Regions from separate parts of the Zea mays genome. Here all the other regions are linked to region 1. The links are chromatin contacts, called in public Hi-C maps. All regions are on one chromosome and are shown on one strand. The core of a region is the stretch at or near the end of the contact, and the rest is flanking DNA. Distances in the headings are between cores, read along the strand shown. Region 1 has its middle 30 kb from the start of LOC109944013. Region 2 holds the start of LOC103648830. Region 3 has its middle 39 kb from the start of LOC111591043.

Region 1 (3,741 bases), core at 698-3,197:
CTTCCTCTAGAACTGGAAACGCCCTCTAGCCTCAGGAACACCTAGAGTACTCCTCATCACCTACAACAACATGGGTTCGAAAACCCTGAGTACGGAGTGTACTTTCGCAAGTATTACCTGACTAAGCAAAAATGACTTTCAAGGATATGCTGGTTAAATAGGAATCAAGGAAAAGGCTTTAGCAAGAATCAACTTAGATACTTTTGCGGTAATAGCTTATTAAAGTGAGTCCTTACTTTCAATATTTTAACACCAGATTAAATATTAATAGACTCTAGTTGCATCTAGTCTAATTTCACCATCTCATCAATACAACATCATTTTTATTCATAATGTTTACATCCTGACCTAGGTTGCAGGTCAGAGATCAAGTCTCCACTGTCCGGGGATATAATGGCGATCCGAATCGATTTACTCAGCTGAGGATCTCTAACCACACGACATATGTAGCACTTAACCCTTGCATATGTCAACCATTCCCACAGATCCTCCACAATGTGAACCGGTCTGCGCTACCCGGGAGCACAATACTCCTTCGTCCAGCCTCTATCCAGTAGGGTACACGCTACTCCCACCATCTCCTACGCCCAGTGCACCGTTGTCTTTTCACATATGGAATAACCGGGTTCAAGTTTACCCTGTCCCATATTCAGGGTATGTGGCCAGTTAAGATAGTCCTTGATCATACAGGCCTACATAAGTATCCAATCCTTAATTAACCTGGGTGGAGCATCACCTGTTCCTAGCCCAAGTCTCGAGTTAAGTACTTCCACCCTCAGGATTGTTTTGTGTTCCTAAGGATGGAAAGATCAATATAGGGAACTTTGCAGTAAGATCCCGCCATGCTCCCAATGAAAATATTCTTGCAGGTAGAAGCCATCCTTCTCAGGATAACCCTTGAGCTAGGCATTATTGCAAAAGACAACTTCTATCCACAAGATCTAAGCAGGGCTAAGCATTTTTTTAAATCGTATTTTGATACTTCATTAGCAGTATCTATAAAGGAGTGGATTTCAAGGTAGCCAATGCATCAAAGGGTTTCCAAGCAACTCCTATAAACCTAATGCACATTTCACTAGACTTAAAGTGTGTAAAAATCATTTAAAAACACAAGAAAGGTTGCATGCACCGGGGCTTGCCTTTGTTGCAGTGAAGTGGTTCTAGATCCCTCTATCAAATACCCAGTTAGATGGCTCCTCCACTTGATCAACAGACACTGGAGTAGACTCCTCCTTCAAACACCACTTCTTCTAGGTGTTCTACAAGTCAATTACAAATACATGTATGCTTATGCAATGATATGAAATGCAAACTCTCACAAGGAGAGGTGGGGAACATAAACACCACAAACTAAAACACATGACAAGCATACACATGGTTCTACACCACCAACACTTGCTAAAAGTGACCAAATTGAATTACTTAGACAAACCAGAGAACTAACCTATCTTAGATCTCATCCAAAAGCTTAAAACTTCTTAAGCAACTTCATCACTTCACTAAACTATTAGGTGTCCTCATTCCATAGGTGAAGTCCTTTTCTTTTTGGGCAATAATTAGTTTACTAAGCAAATCACATCCTAATAGTTCCAAATTTTTGCCCACAGTTTCAGCTTCTAATAACTAGATTCTCCAAGAATTTTCACAATTTCTGGTGCTATATTCTTATTTCTAAAATTCAAACAGTCCTTCCCAGAGCACCTTTAATTCACTTAATGTTTTATAATTGCCCTAAAAATCCTAAATCCAACTTTACCAGAGAGCACATGAATTTAGACATCCAACAAAATTTGTCTTGCTATTTTTGGATTTTTCTACAACTTATGGCACAATTTATAAGTTCTGTGTTAAAGAAAAGACCAAACTATGAACAGTATTGGACCACGACCAGCCCAGCTGGCCCAACATCGGGCAGATCTGGCCCGTGGCTGGGGAGCCCGCGCGCCCGGCTTTTGCACAAAAGACCCCGCGGTCTAGTTAAACCAATCCAAGCTTCCCCCACTGTTCACCAGAGTCAGTGACTACCACACTTAAACCCCTTGGTTTTGTTCTATTCACAAGGTCTCGGCCATGACTCCACTCCAACGGTTAGCACAGGTTGAACACCTGGCCGTGCTCACCCGATCCCGTCGCCGGTGAGTTCCTCAGCGAGGACCAGCACCCTAACTCCGACCCTGAGGTATACCCGTCAAATATACTTCAAGAATCGAACCACTACTGCACTGGACCTATGCCGCCGACGGCCATGACAGCGAGCTAAGTACGGCGACCACGTACTTGAGCCACCTCTATAGTAAAGTTTAACCAAACACCACGGGTAGCATCAGTGACATACCTAGATTCCTATGCTCGCGGAAAACCGGCCGAGGACGAAGCAAGTCGGTCGGGCGACGGCGGAGCTGTTCACGGTGTCAGTCTGCGGCGGTGCGCTCTTGTTCCGGCCAAAACATGACAGTATCGTTAGGGATAACAGCTCGGTGAGCTTCACTGATCTAAGGGGGACATGGAACAAGCACAACAAAGACCAATACTTGCCTGAGTTAGCCTGGCCACGGCGAGGTGACAAATTGGTAGGCGTGGTCACAACTCATAGGAGTTTGGCGCGTGCAGCTCTGGATAGAGCACAATGATGGCTGGGGAAAGGAGAAGCTACACGAACCTGAAGGCATAGGGACCACACGCTGCAAGGAACTCAGGGAAAGAAGTTCACTGAACCATGTCTTTTATGGCAGCTAAAGTGGGGCAGGTGTCCCTGGACTTGCACAAATTCAGTGCAAATGTATTCCCAGGGTGCCAGCAGTACATGGACATCCCCTACGTGTCTTTCATGCTCAAGTTCCTCACAGATGCACAGACACACCCATAACACTGAACCTAGTCAGCACTTTCAGCCCAAAATATCAACTTGTCCAATTACTCAAATAGGGAATAGAGCAGATAAGGTTCACTGCCCACAAATATCCACTGTCCAGTAATACAGACAGAGGAAGGACGGATAAAAAAATTCCACTGCGGCAGGCTCAAACACATCCAAAGGTTTGATATTTTCTGCAGGGAAAAAAATCTTCTTCAGATATTTTGGAAGCACTGAATTGCTTTAGCTAGCCTGATCCTCCCTATTCAGCCCCCCTTTTCTCCTCATTCCTGTTAAGGACAGACCAGTCCCCTATAATCAAACTTGTTCATTGACTAAGACTCTTCAAGTTTGTTACAAGAATCTAGGATCCAAACTGCATGTATCACAAGTTATGGTGTCTAAGAGTTAGCCACATTTCACTGAACCTATTTTCAGATCTCTAGATTCATCTACCGTTGCTCCATTCCTCTCCCTCTGTTCAGTGCTTCGTAACTCCCAATTTCCCTCAACAACAAACCCACTTTCCTTAACCAATCTATTCTCTATTGATATCTCTATCTCTTTTGTATAGCAACTGATGGTTGAAATGATATAGAACAAAGGTTGTGGTGATCCAAAATTTAGTACAAACACTGAAACACTACAATTTCAGCTAACTGATACAGCTCCATGCCAAACCAGACATAGAGGATTGCAGTACCATTATCTCCAAATTTTACATAGCAGCAAGGCTAACTCCTTGTATGAAACTTTTTCCCTATACTTGGTCTTTGACTTTTCTATAGATTTTCTAGTCCAAATGCTCATGCACTGGTCACAAAAGAGCTCCAAACTCAGTACCTTTTACTGAATTTCAGTTTCACAGAACTGAACAAAATTTCAAT
Region 2 (3,741 bases), core at 668-3,167, 490 kb after region 1:
TAAATAGTGCTATCCAACGAAAACAACCTAACACACGAAAAAAGAATAGGGATATGGTGTAGCCATAGCATTTTTTTGGTTTGCTTGGAGTGTTACATCACTTGAGCTGCTGTCATTCGCATAATCATTTTCCAAGAGCAACTTTTCTTTGGGGATCATGTCTCAGCGCTGGGAATGATCCCACACGTTAGCAGTACCCTTTGTTTTTCTTGTTCTCCTTGTACTATTTTTCCGCGGTAGGAGAGGGGAGATGGATAGATAGGAAAATACGATGGATACACTTATAATTGCCCCCTCCATACCTAGTTTATTTTAGGGATTAAAGTGATCAACACAACATGAGAAAACACATATTCCGGCTGTTTAGTTGTTGGACGGTGCCAGCCTGGTCCATACGAGCGTGGCTGCACCGCGCGCACCTGGTCCGTACGAGCGTGGCTGCACCGCGCCTGCACGCGCGCGTACGCGCCGAGCGACTGTTTTTTACAGGCCTGGCTCGCTGTTGTTTCTTGCACCCACTCAGTCTGGTTATGCAGAGAAGTAAAACAAACAAAATATGTTTTCAAGATTTGTGGATGCAGTTTCTGCCCCGTACAACCAACCAAACGGACGGATTGTGATTCAACCAATCAGTCTTCTCTCGCTCATACCTGGACATCGCAATAAAGGAGAAATAATGACGGTAAAAGGAACAATTTAGTCTCTTTTTAGTCACCCCTCGAGTGATTAGAGACTAAAATGGTTTAGTCTCCTTTTAGAACATTCCAAACTCTAAAACTACTAGTTAGTAGCTAAAAATGGCTGAGAGATTTATAACGAGTCAGCTAATAGACAAACTAATTGTTAGCTATACCCCTAAATAGCAATTAGTTGTTAGCTACCTCAACTCAAATAAAACCAGCTAATAGGTCGTTGATGATCAAATTTTCCATGGTCGTTTCTATCTATTAGCTTATTAGAAAAAGAGACGGGTAGTAAGTACATTTAGCTTATTATAATAATCCATTAAATTTAGGTTTAGAGCAACCCTAACTAATAGTTAGTCAACTAATTCAACTAACAATTTATTAGTTGGCTAACAATTAGATATGAAGATTTGGAAATGGACCGGTCCATGTGTTTGATAATTTTGTGACTAAACAAATTAGTATCTAAACCAAACACATCTTTGGAAACACGTAAATGAGATGAGATGATTGGAAACACGCAAATGCGATGAACGTGGATAACCGAATTGTTAGGACAAATTTAACATTTTTTAAGATTTTAAAATAGACATATATGAAATTTGATGTCGATCTTTTTTTATGTTATCGAACGCGTTATTACAAATAAGAATATTTTTTATATAAATTGTTTTATACATTGTTTGCTCCCTACAACAACAATAAGGTGGAAATTATTCGAATTTGTATCGAATTTTATAACTATCATTTGAGAAGATAATGAACATGAGATTTATCTTTTATAAATATATATAAGCTTAATGTTAAAAGTAAAAATATAAATTTGTGTTATAGATCCTGTATCCTATTTATTCACAGTGGGGAAAAAGATAAAATATCTAAATAAGTATCCGTTTTCGTCTCAATCACCACAAAAGTAATGTTGCGGTAGGTTTACTTGCTCCAGAAGTGCTACCCGACTTTTCGAACCCCTCCTCGCAAAGTGAAGCAAATTTCCTTCCACTCTATCCATCCAGAACCCAACACACGGTCTCCAACCCCACTGACAATTTGGTCCCACATAGTCCATGGCCCCAGTAGTCGTGGGTATGGAAATGAAAATGGAATTGAATTGGGAAACGGAAACGGAAAAGGGAACCGGGAAAGTTACCCGGGCCGGGTGCAGATTTGCAGAAGCAGAGGCAACCACTGCACCAGTCCATCTCCATGATGACTCGCTCGCTTCGGCTGCAGAGGCAGGCGAGGCGAGCTCTTCGGCTGCTTGCTTTTGTTGCCTTCCTCCCGCTCCAATTTAATGCCACCACACCAGCCAGGAGTTGGGGCCGCGCATCAATGGCGTCACCTCTCGCATCCAGATCTCACACCTCGTCGTAGCTACTACCTTCGTCTCACTCCTCCTCGTCCCCTTGCTGTCGTTCGTTCGTTCCTTCTACCTCCATCTCCACTTCTCCACCTTGGGGTTCTTGGCGCACCATCCGAGAAATGCTGTTCTCCTTTTTCGGTTTTCCATTCTACAAGTGCCAGCCTTGCCTTGTCTCGGAGTGTTGACATCTCTACGTGCTCTGGCCCGCCATTAATTCCCTCCTCCCTCACACTGCTGCTGCTGCTGACCGAGGGCGCCTAGCCAGTCACGCACGAAATCCCAGCGTTCCAATTCAAACACACCCTTCCTTCTTGGCTACTCCTCTCGACGACGCGACCGGAGCGGAGGGAGTCATGGTGGCGGAGCCGCTGGTGCACAAGGTGCTCTCCATGGCGACGTCGTCGTCCTCCTCCTCCAAGAAGGCGCGGCCGGCGGCGGCGAGCGCCAACAAGGGCGGCGCGGCTGCGGCGGGCGACGGCAGGCTGGGCATCCTGTCCCTGGAGGTGGCCAACGCCATGTCGCGCGCGGCGAACCTGTACCGCTCGCTCTCCGACGCCGAGGCGGCGCGCCTGCTCGGGCCGCTCTGCCTCGGCTCCCGCGCCGTGCGCGCGCTGGTCCCGGGCGACGACGCGCGCCTCCTGGCGCTCGCGCTGGCCGAGAAGCTCGACGCGCTGAACCGCGTCGCGGCCGTGGCCTCGCGCCTCGGCCGCCGTTGCACGGCGCCGCCGCTCGTGGGCTTCGACCACGTCTACGCTGACCTCCTCGCCGGCCGCTCCGGCGCCACCGGCGCGCTCTTCGCCGTGGCCTCCGCGTCCGACGCCGCGTCGCTCGTGCGCAGGCTCGACCGCCTCGCGGCCGCCACCGCGGCTCTCTACGCCGCGCTCGAGGCGCTCACCGAGCTGGAGCAGTCGGCGCGGAAGCTGCCCACCGACGAGGCCCGCCGCGCGCTGGAGCAGCGGGCGCGGTGGCGCCGCCACGACGTGCGCCGCCTCAGGGACGCCTCGCTCTGGAACTGGACCTACGACAAGGCCGTGCTCCTGCTCGCGCGCGCCGCCTGCGCCATCTACGCCCGCATCCGCCTCGTGTTCGGCGACCCCATGCTGGGGCTCGACCTGCTGCTGGCCACGCCGTCCAGCGAGTCGTCGAGGCAATGCGACCAGAGCCGGCGGCTCTCCGGTCCAATAACAGCAAACTCAGGCCCCGTCCGAAGCGATCTCAGTGATTGCGGCAACTCAGGGCCGGTTTCCAGAGTCGATCCGGACATGTCGCGGCCAGTGAATCTTCGGTCAGGCTGTGGAGCGAGCCCGGGGAAGATGCTCATGGAGTGCTTGAGCCTGAGCAGCTCGGCGTCATGGAACGATGGGTTCGAGGACGAGTTCCTGGAAGATTCCAGCCGCATCAGCACGATCAGATCAGGGATGCTGGTGCCATTCAGCAGCGAGCAGGGGCTGTCGACAACGACGACGATGACGACAACGCCACCATCCAAGAGTGGCAGGATTACCAGAAAGGCGGCGCGGTTCGGGCCCAAGAGCACGGTGACATCACTGGCGCCGCCGTCCACAGTCGGCGGCTCCGCTCTCGCGCTGCACTACGCGAACGTCGTCATCATCATCGAGAAGCTGCTCCGGTACCCGCACCTCGTCGGCGAGGAGGCGCGGGACGACCTGTACCAGATGCTGCCGTCGAGCC
Region 3 (3,741 bases), core at 691-3,190, 370 kb after region 1:
CTAAAATTCACCATACAGTCTGGGCTGATCATTGGGCAGTCTGGTGTGCCTGGCGGCCAATGGCTATTCGGCTACATCACCAGGCGCCAATGGCTAGATGGTCACCGGACAGTCCAATGCCCACCTGAGGAGGAAAGTCCCCAATCAACGATCTAGTGATCATTGAGCTGGAGCTGTCCGGTGCACATCGAACAGTCCGGTGCACCTACGGAAATAGGAAGTTTTGGAGCTTCCAAATGAAGCTCCAATAGTTTCTAGGCCCATTAGGGCTATAAAAGGGACCCCTAGGCACCATGGAGAAGCTACTACAACTCAGACACTCTGCAACCACGTCGTTCAATGATTTGAGAGAGATCTAAGTGCTTTTCTGAGCTGTAACTCTATCATTTTGTTCTTGCGCTATCGTCTTTGCTTTGTGTGTGTGTGTTGTTGTGTTGTGCTCTTGTGTGCATACTCTTACTCCCTCCCTTACTCTAAGTTCAATTGTGATCATTTGTGTAAGGCCATGAGAGACTCCAATCTTGTGGAGAATCCTCACAAACTGGTTAAGATATAAGGAAGAATACCATGGCACTCAAGTTTAATCTTTGGGTCACTTGAGAGGGGTTGAGTTCAACCCTTGACCAAAGGAGGTCACCACAACGTGGAGTAGGCTTTGGCCGAACCACGGGAAAAATCACCGTGTCTCTTGTCCACTTTACTTTACTGTGATTTCTGTCTTCCTTAGTGCTTAAACTTCACTTACATATTGCTCCTAGTTTAACACACATCTCAAGAGAGCAATCAAGTGAAGAGTCTATTTTTCTCTCCTCTTCTCATCCAAACTTGGTTTTAGTTTATTCTAACACCTTTTATAGACCAAGTTTTGTTGTTTGAAGCATTTTTGCAGGATCACCTATTCACCCCCCCCCCCTCTAGGTACTCTAACCGCCTCTGGTTCCCACCAGAACCGCACCACCGAGTTTTGAGGCCCAAACTCGGTGAAACTAGCCCTCCGTAGCGCTGGGTGGTTTTGAGGCTCAACCACTGAAACCACCGTGAGTAGCGCACCGCATGCGTGTCCTCCACGTCCTAGACACGTGTCCCACCAGTTCTCGATCGCGCCAGCGACATGATCCAAACCCTAGCTATCCTTGATAGTTATGCATCTTCACCCCACTTGCTAAGTAACAACTATAAGTGTACTCACCCTTGCTAATATTTTGATCAGAAGAAGGTGAGGATGAAGACTATGATGAGGAACTTGATCACCTTCGTTTTTTCGCTATGATTGACTATGCTACTATTACAGACAAATTATGATTTGAACATTTTCTTTTCATATATTACACTTCTAATTTCAACATATGTGTAACACCCAAAATACCATTTTGGTAGTCTAGTAATACTCACCAATCAATCAAAGTTAAAAATGTTCTTTTATTAGGATTTCCTTATTTTTGAAGTGGGTTCCTCAAATAAATACATAGTAATATTAAAGTTTGATTGAAATTGGAATTTAGAAAAAAAAAGAGTATAACAACAAAATAAGACCAAAAAACAAAGGTAGATATATTTGTTTTTATTTGAGTGAATATTTCTTTAATTGATTTCACATTTAGAAGCATTCATCTAAATGAATAGAACCATAAATAAATACATAAAATCCTCTTTTTATCTCATGTTGGGTTTTCTTGTTTATTGCATTAATATTTGAATTTGCCAACCAAAACCACATTTGAATTTGTAATTTGAAAGGAAATAGAAAATGAAACCAGAAAAATAAAAGTGAAAGGAGAAACTCACTTGTTGCCTAAGCTTGGGACGTAACCTATCCCGGCGGCCCACTCTGTTTTCCCCTCTCTCGGCCCAGTCTCCCTTCGAAGCAACCCACACGGCGCACACATCTGTTGTTCACTCCTCGCACGCGTGAATCACTGGACCATGGGTCCCACTTGACAGCCACTACCCTAGCGTATGCTCGAACTTGCCCGCTCGTGTGCACACCCCGGTCGCGGCCTATTCCACTGAACTGTGGGACCGCTCCGTCAGGCGCAACATCCTCCTCGTGTTCTTCTCCTTTAACAAACTCGTCGCGCCATCCCTTGCTCCATGGAATCTGAAGTCCGTTGCTCGTAGCCTGGGACCGACTTCACAGGGCTATAAAGGCGTGAGCCAGACGCCATCACCCACGCATCCTTCGACGACATCACGCCACCACTGAGAGAGGGCAACAGAGAAGAAGGGAAAGATAGAGAAGACTCTATCGCTGGCGAGCGCGTGCTTGCGCCACCACCTAAGCCTCAATGCGCTGCTCTGGTCTGGGGAGGATGGCATTGCCACCCGCGCGCGTTGGTGACCTTCCCGGGCGTTGGGATTGGTCGGATCCCCGTTGATTGCTCGCCGGAGTAGAGATCGACCGCTCGGTCGCAAGCTCGTCGGGGAGAGGTGTCCCTACTACGTGTCCACGAGTAAGTTGATGTCCCAGACATTTGTCATCCTCTCCTCTCTCTTTTGTCATGTAACACAACCCAGAGTTTATTTTCTAAAGACACCCTCGGGTTTTAGCGAATCAACCCGTCGTCCACATCAGTTAGGAAATAATTAAAACTAGGTCCTGATATTTATGATTTGAACCCAAAATTTCCTGGAATTACTACCCACACCCGAGAGAGTAAATAAATCGAATAAATTAATATAGCAAATGGTTTCTAGTATAGAAATAATTCTAGAATCTTGTTTAATTCATAATTAATTCATTTTATCTCCTTTTTGACTCGTACCAGTTGCATTAGGTTCGTATTAATATTAACTACAATCTAGTAACCTTATGTTGGTATGTAACATGTTGTCAAAATCGAGCACTTAATTGGTTTAGCCTATGTTTAAATTGTCCCAGCACACAAAACTTCAGGAAATCATATCTTCACAACTGTAACTCTGATTTTATAGGTTCTCGAACCTACGATCTCGTAGCAACGTGTAGAACATTATTACGTAGTTTGTTCTCATGTTTGGTGTGATGTTAATTTTTCCTATATCATGTTTGTTTTTATTGTTGTGAGTAGACGAGCGAGTGACCGAGGAACCCAGAACTCAGCAGGTGGAAAATATTGAGCAGGAGCTCGTTGAAGGAAAGTTGCCCTTGATCACTCTTCTTTACCTAATAATGTTCCAATTAATTACTATGACATGCTCAGGTTAATTTTGATGGGACCCAATAGGTCACCCTAGTTTGGTCTACTTTACACTTTGCTCACACCTGAACTTTTGGGGTAGTATTTGCTATTGCTCTATGTAGTTTTGTGTGTTAAGATACATATTATTCATGATCATGCTATTTATTGTCTATGGAGTATTGATTATTATTTTAATTGGAACATGGAGTGACCACCCAAGAAAACAGTGCTACCACAAGGGTGGAATGGGACGTACTTGGCGAATTAATTAGGAAAGCTAGTGTGTATTAACCTTTTCCTAAAAGGGGCAAGCGAGGTGGAGGATGCAGGTGTAGGGAGGTTCTCGGGTCGGACTGTCTGTTTAGCTTTTTGGACGAGGGATTCCTATACCGTTTTTGGCCCGGAAACTTTAGCGGTTCTCTCCTCTAGTGGAACTTTGTAAAGGCCTCACAATGTAACCTCGCCTACTCACCTTGGTAGTGTTTAAGGGTTTGATCAACCCGAGGCGACAAAGGGAACATGTCTTGTGGGTAAAGATGTGCAACCTCTGCAGAGTGTAAAACTGGTATATCAGCCGTGCTCA

Evidence for each region. A called contact is a pair of places that touch in the nucleus more often than the background predicts.
Region 2: a contact with region 1 is called in a Hi-C map of ear, with 2.2 times the contacts expected there. The contact joins the promoter of LOC103648830 here to the enhancer-like site in region 1. A contact is called at or near these places in 2 of 25 Hi-C or Micro-C datasets (ear and leaf).
Region 3: a Hi-C map of ear shows a contact between it and region 1, with 2.2 times the contacts expected there. The contact joins two enhancer-like sites. A contact is called at or near these places in 7 of 25 Hi-C or Micro-C datasets (bundle sheath, ear, leaf and 2 more).

What each region holds. Positions count from the first base shown.
Region 1 is chr2:107,704,512-107,708,252 of Zm-B73-REFERENCE-NAM-5.0, reverse strand. No RefSeq gene overlaps it. Among protein-coding and RNA genes, the nearest start is that of LOC109944013, 30 kb to the right of the region's middle. Within about 2 kb of position 1,947, at least 16 of the 20 cell types and tissues checked have an H3K27ac peak or open chromatin away from gene starts, as enhancers often do. A contact at or near this core is called in bundle sheath, ear, leaf and 1 more, where this site is marked.
Region 2 is chr2:107,211,878-107,215,618 of Zm-B73-REFERENCE-NAM-5.0, reverse strand. LOC103648830 reads left to right here and starts at 1,917. Exons shown (of 1, transcript XM_020548376.3): 1 at 1,917-3,741. The coding sequence starts at 2,403.
Region 3 is chr2:107,332,065-107,335,805 of Zm-B73-REFERENCE-NAM-5.0, reverse strand. No RefSeq gene overlaps it. Among protein-coding and RNA genes, the nearest start is that of LOC111591043, 39 kb to the right of the region's middle. Within about 2 kb of position 1,940, at least 16 of the 20 cell types and tissues checked have an H3K27ac peak or open chromatin away from gene starts, as enhancers often do. A contact at or near this core is called in bundle sheath, ear, leaf and 1 more, where this site is marked.